2 separate regions of the Macaca mulatta genome follow, and region 2 is linked to region 1. Evidence: chromatin contacts called from public Hi-C data. All regions are on one chromosome and are shown on one strand. The core of a region is the stretch at or near the end of the contact, and the rest is flanking DNA. Distances in the headings are between cores, read along the strand shown.

Evidence for each region. A called contact is a pair of places that touch in the nucleus more often than the background predicts.
Region 2: a contact with region 1 is called in a Hi-C map of fetal cortex germinal zone, with 5 times the contacts expected there. The contact joins the promoter of NPR1 here to the promoter of RPS27 in region 1. A contact is called at or near these places in 3 of 14 Hi-C or Micro-C datasets (cortical neurons, fetal cortex germinal zone and fetal cortical plate).

What each region holds. Positions count from the first base shown.
Region 1 is chr1:113,046,309-113,049,020 of T2T-MMU8v2.0, reverse strand. It overlaps RPS27 (ribosomal protein S27), which reads left to right and starts at 1,432. Exons shown (of 5, transcript XM_077946537.1): 1 at 1,432-1,472; 2 at 1,584-1,704; 3 at 1,785-1,893; 4 at 2,237-2,347. The coding sequence starts at 1,875.
Region 2 is chr1:113,361,261-113,363,960 of T2T-MMU8v2.0, reverse strand. NPR1 (natriuretic peptide receptor 1) reads left to right here and starts at 1,330. Exons shown (of 24, transcript XM_077945580.1): 1 at 1,330-1,669; 2 at 1,772-1,827; 3 at 2,376-2,700. The coding sequence starts at 2,470.

The DNA of each region.
Region 1 (2,712 bases), core at 183-2,682:
CACCCAGGCTGGAGTACAATGGCAGGATCTTGGCTCACTGCAACTTCTCTCAGGTTCAGGTGATTCTCCTGCCTCAGCCTCCAGAGTAGCTGGGATCACACGTACCCAACACCACACCTGGCTAATTTTTTTGTATTTTTAGTAGAGATGGGGTTTCATAATGCTGGTCAGGCTGGTCTCGAACTCTGACCTCAAAGGATCCACCCACCTCGGCCTCCCAAAGTGCTGGGATTAGAGGCGTGAGCCACTGTGTCTGGTCTATTTTTATGTTTTTTAGAGACAGGGTCATTCTGTCACCCACACTGGAATACAGTGGCACTATCCTAGGTCACTGCAGCCTTGAGCTCCTGGGCCCAAACCATTCTTCTGCCTCATCCTCCCAAATAGCTGGGACTACGGACACAAGCTACCACGCCTGGCTAATGTTTCAATATTTTGTAAAGACAAAGTCTCACTATATTGCCCATGCTGGTCTTGAACTCTGAGCTTCAAGCAATACTCCCACCTCAGCCTCCCAAAGTGCTGGGATTACAGATGTGGGCCACCATACTCAGCTTTACCAGTCCTTTAAATTACTCTTCAATTTTTGTGAATTGTCCTGATAAAAATCCATCAGTTCTTTTTATCTTATTTTGCCTGGATCTGGACTTTTCGTCCTTAGCAATGTATTATTCGTGCTCACCTCTCTGAACTGTACTTATTCTGGTGTATACCTGCTTTCACTGGAACCTGACTTTTTTTTTTTTTTTTTTTTGAGACCGAGTTTGCTCTTGCTGCCCAGGCTGGAGTGCAATGACTCCGTCTCGGTCCACTGCAATCTCCTCCTCCTTGATTCAAGCGATTCTCCTGCCTCAGCTTCCCAAGTATCTGGGATTACAGGAATGCACCACCATCTCTGGCTAAATTTTGCATTTTTTTTAGTAGAGACGGGGTTTCACCATGTTGGCCAGGCTGGTGTCGAACTGCTGACCTCAGATGATCCACCCGCCTTGGCCTCCCAAAGTGCTGGGATTACACGCATGAGCCACCGCGCCCGGCCTAAATTGTTAAATTAAACCAATAGAAAAAGAGTTAAGAATATAGGTATTTAAAAAATAGTACGGAAGTCCTGGATATGGCTCCTTCTCCCTGGTGTTTTCCTTAACCTTTTCTATTAGGCTCCAAATGTCAAAGTATGACACAAAATTTTAAAAGTGTCCATTTATCCCTGGATAGTGATCAAACGCTGACCTCAAATTAGCAAGGTAACCCTTTCAACATGGTGACGCATATGTGTCACAACTAACAGTTAAAGACCTTCCGAAAATGGCAGCTCCCTTGTCTCTCCACCGCATCAGACCAAAGTAGGACCTTCCAAGCATGGTGGCACAAGATCCTTGCGTCATTTCCTGTAGTGTGCACAATATAAGGGGCAGGATTTCCGCTTTCGCTCTTTTCCGGCGGTGACGACCTACCCACACGAGAACATGCCTGTGAGTGCTTTGGTCCAGGTTTCGGCGGAGATCTCGCTGTTCTGTCTGCACGCTCCCCTCACGCTGATTTCGGATCGTAGAGGGTTCTCATTTACCCTCTGCACTTCTTAGGACATTAACTCCAGGGACCGCAGCGGCCCACGGGCCACCCGCATAGACGGGAGCGGAGAGGAGATAAGATGGCGGCCCAGCTGCGCAGACACCAGGGGCAGCGAGGGGCGAGCTCTCCCCGGTGTGTGACAGTGGGGGCTGTTTTCGACCATCCCATTTTCGCCGTTGGTTTCTAAATCTCTGCATTTCTGTCCCTGTTAGCTCGCAAAGGATCTCCTTCATCCCTCCCCAGAAGAGGAGAAGAGGAAACACAAGAAGAAACGCCTGGTGCAGAGCCCCAATTCCTACTTCATGGATGTGAAATGCCCAGGTGAGGAGACGGCTTGCTGTAGTGGGGAAAGCACTGGGCAGTAACAGTTGGAAAATGTTGTAGTGTGAGCTGTCTCATATCCTTGAAGCTGTCCAGCAGCTTCAGTTTCTTCACCTGTGGAAAATATTTTCCCTGATACTCTTAAAATTCGAATGTATGAGACTCGCAGAGTTTTGCATCTTAGGAGAAGTGATTCATTTCAGCGTGATGTCCCATCACATTTCACATACAATCCCTACTTTTTTTGTGTTGGGAAACAATGTAATGGATGATGAGTTGGGCATATGTGCAGGAAAGATATGGATGTAATCGAGGAAAAAAATGTTACCTGTTTTTCTTTCAGGATGCTATAAAATCACCACGGTCTTTAGCCATGCACAAACGGTAGTTTTGTGTGTTGGCTGCTCCACTGTCCTCTGCCAGCCTACAGGAGGAAAAGCAAGGCTTACAGAAGGTAAATGGTGTACTAATGTTGTGATTTGGGGCTTTGAGTTTGTTTTCTAGAAATGGAAACATCTCTCAGGATCTTTCAGTCTTACAGTGACAGAGACCATGTCTAATGTAAATTTTTAGACAGGAAGTGTTGGATTTATAAATTTTTTTTTTTTCAAGTAGATACTACCAAAAACTACGTGTTAATCTCAAAGCACTACTGTCTAAAGCGGGGATCAATGGGTGATAAAAGGGCTCAAGTTGATATGAAGTGACCAAAGTGATATATAAATGAGTAGGTAGCTAAGAGTTGAGAAAAATAAAAGATGTGGTGGATCATCATGCATCTGCTTCTTTTGTGGGAGAGGTGGGCAGAATACCTGGACT
Region 2 (2,700 bases), core at 81-2,580, 320 kb before region 1:
ACTCCTACTACAGCCAGGCAGGTAATGCACCTGAATGAAGCAGGGTGCCTAGGAACCATGATGAACTAGACTCATTTCAAGGAGATAATGGATACTTGTTCTGGTCGGTTGCTCATGGAGGGATGCAGGACAATATATTGCCAGCTCTTCCAATATTTTAGGAAAAGTCAGAAATCCAGGTTGGGCCTGGTGGCTCACACATGTTATCCAGGAATATTAGGAGGCCAATGCAAGAGGATCACTTGAGCCTAGGAGTTCAAGACCAGCCTGGGCAACATAGAAAGACCTCCATATTTGGAATAAAAAAAAAAGTCAGAAATCCAAATATTTATGTGCCATCTTATGACTTTTTTTTTTTTTTTTTTGGAGACGGAGTCTTGTTCTGTTGCCTAGGCTGGAGTGCAGTGGCGCAATCTTGGCTCACTGCAACCTCTGTCTCCCGGGTTCAAGCAATTCTCTACCTCAGCCTCCCAAGTAGCTGAGATTACAGGTGACCACCACCATGTCCAGCTAATTTTTGTATTTTTAGTAGAGACGGGGTTTCACCATCTTGGCCAGGCTGGTCTTGAACTCCTGACCTCGTGATCCACCCACCCTGGCTCCCAAAGTGCTGGGATTAAAGGCTTGAACCACCTTGCCCGGCCCCATCTTATGATTTTTAAGTGTGGGGAATTAAAAACAATATACACAGAGAGAATGCAAACCAAAGCATGCCTACCATCTCAAGTTGGCCTATCGACCACAATTTGCTCCAGATAATAAGAATATTCAAGTCTCCTAAAATTCCATATATAGGAAATATACTTCAAAATTCTGCTCTGTCTACACAGAATACCTTTCTCATCCTTCTGTCCTCTTGAATTATTTCTCTTTGGAGATTTTCTGGCCCCAATCCAAGCAGAATGAATAGCCCTCACTGAGTCCTTTAGCAGTTTATCCATGTCTCCCGTGTAGTGCTTAATGCATGTTGCATTACGGTTATTCGTCCCAAATAGAGTTCCTCAAAGGCACGGACTATATATATTCATCTTTAAGCCCTCGGCACCTAGTGCGTGCTTGACGCACCAAGGGTTCTCTGGAAATATTTGCTGACCTCAAGTTTGGTGATCTTACATGTCCTGCTTAGGCGCAGCGTTGGAGAGGTTGGCGCTGCAATGCCGTCAATGACCCCTGATAACCATTAGAGGGCACACTGATTCCACAGCAGTCTGCACCGGGGGCCCAGCTGTCAAGTGCTCCAAAACCCACTCCCGCAACTTAACGCCTTCAATGGTCATTTCCAACAACATCTTCCATAGCCTTCATTTTAACAACCCTCAACACAAAACAGTCATTTTCTTGGGGCGGCCCTGAGGTGTGAACTTCTTCCCTCCCAGCCACCTACCCACTCTCCCCATCTTCCTACAATTTGGGCGCTAAAGATTTAATTCCGCCCTGACACCAGATTATTTTTCACAGCTAATCTGCACAATCTGGAAGGTGGCACGGAGGGAAAGAGAGGGGGATCATAGAAGGACTGGGTAACAAGCACTCTGGGCTCGCCTTCAACTTTAACAGACTTTCCAGAAACCCGTCACCCCACTCCCAAACACACACATCCACGCACTCACACAGTTTCCTGCCAGGATCCCAAACCAGCACACCTTTCACTCTTCCCCCATAAGACCAGGTAGGGGGCGAGGGAAAAGGTGGGGTGAGGGAAAAGGTGGGGTGAGGGAAAAGGTGGGGCGCAAGCGGGCCCCGGTTGCTTCCACACACACCCTCCGTTCAGCCCTCCTTTCCATTCCGGCGACGGCGCGCCTTCAGAAGGTCCTGTCCTCCAAGGAGGTAGGCGTGGGGCGGCCGAGACCCGGGAAGATGGTCCACCGGGAAGCGCGCGGGCTGTGCGGCGGGGAGGAAGGAGTTAAAGATCCAGGATTGGCTCTTCAGTCACTGAGTCTGGGAGGGGAAGCGGCTGGGAGGGAGGGTTCGGAGCTTGGCTCGGGTCCTCCACGGTTCCCTCCGGATAGCTGGAGACTTGGGCCGGCCGGACGCCCCTTCTGGCACACTCCCTGGGGCAGGCGCACACGCACGCTACAAACACACACTCCTCTTTCCTCCCTTGCGCGCCCTCTCCCATCCTTCTTCACGAAGCGCTCGCTCGCACCCTTTCTCTCTCTCTCTCACTCTCTCTCTCTAACACGCACGCACACGCCCAGTTGTTCACACTCGGGTCCTCTCCGGTCCGACGTTCTCCTGGCACCCACCTGCTCTGCGGCGCCCTGCGCGCCTCCCTCCGTCGCGCCCCTTGCGCTCTCGGCCCAGACCGTCGCAGCTACAGGGGGCCTCGAGCCCCGGGGTGAGCGCCCCCTTCCCGCTCCTGCTCCTTCCCATAGGGACGCGCCTGATGCCTGGGACCGGCCGCTGAGCCGGTGGGGACCGAGAAGGCCATGGTGGGAGCGCTCGCCCGCTGCGGTGCCCGCTGAGACCATGCCGGGGCCCCGGCGCCCCGCCGGCTCCCGCCTGCGCCTGCTCCTGCTCCTGCTGCTGCCGCCGCTGCTGCTGCTGCTCCGGGGCAGCCACGCGGGCAACCTGACGGTAGCCGTGGTACTGCCGCTGGCCAATACCTCGTACCCATGGTCGTGGGCGCGCGTGGGACCCGCCGTGGAGCTGGCCCTGGCCCGGGTGAAGGCGCGCCCCGACTTGCTGCCGGGCTGGACG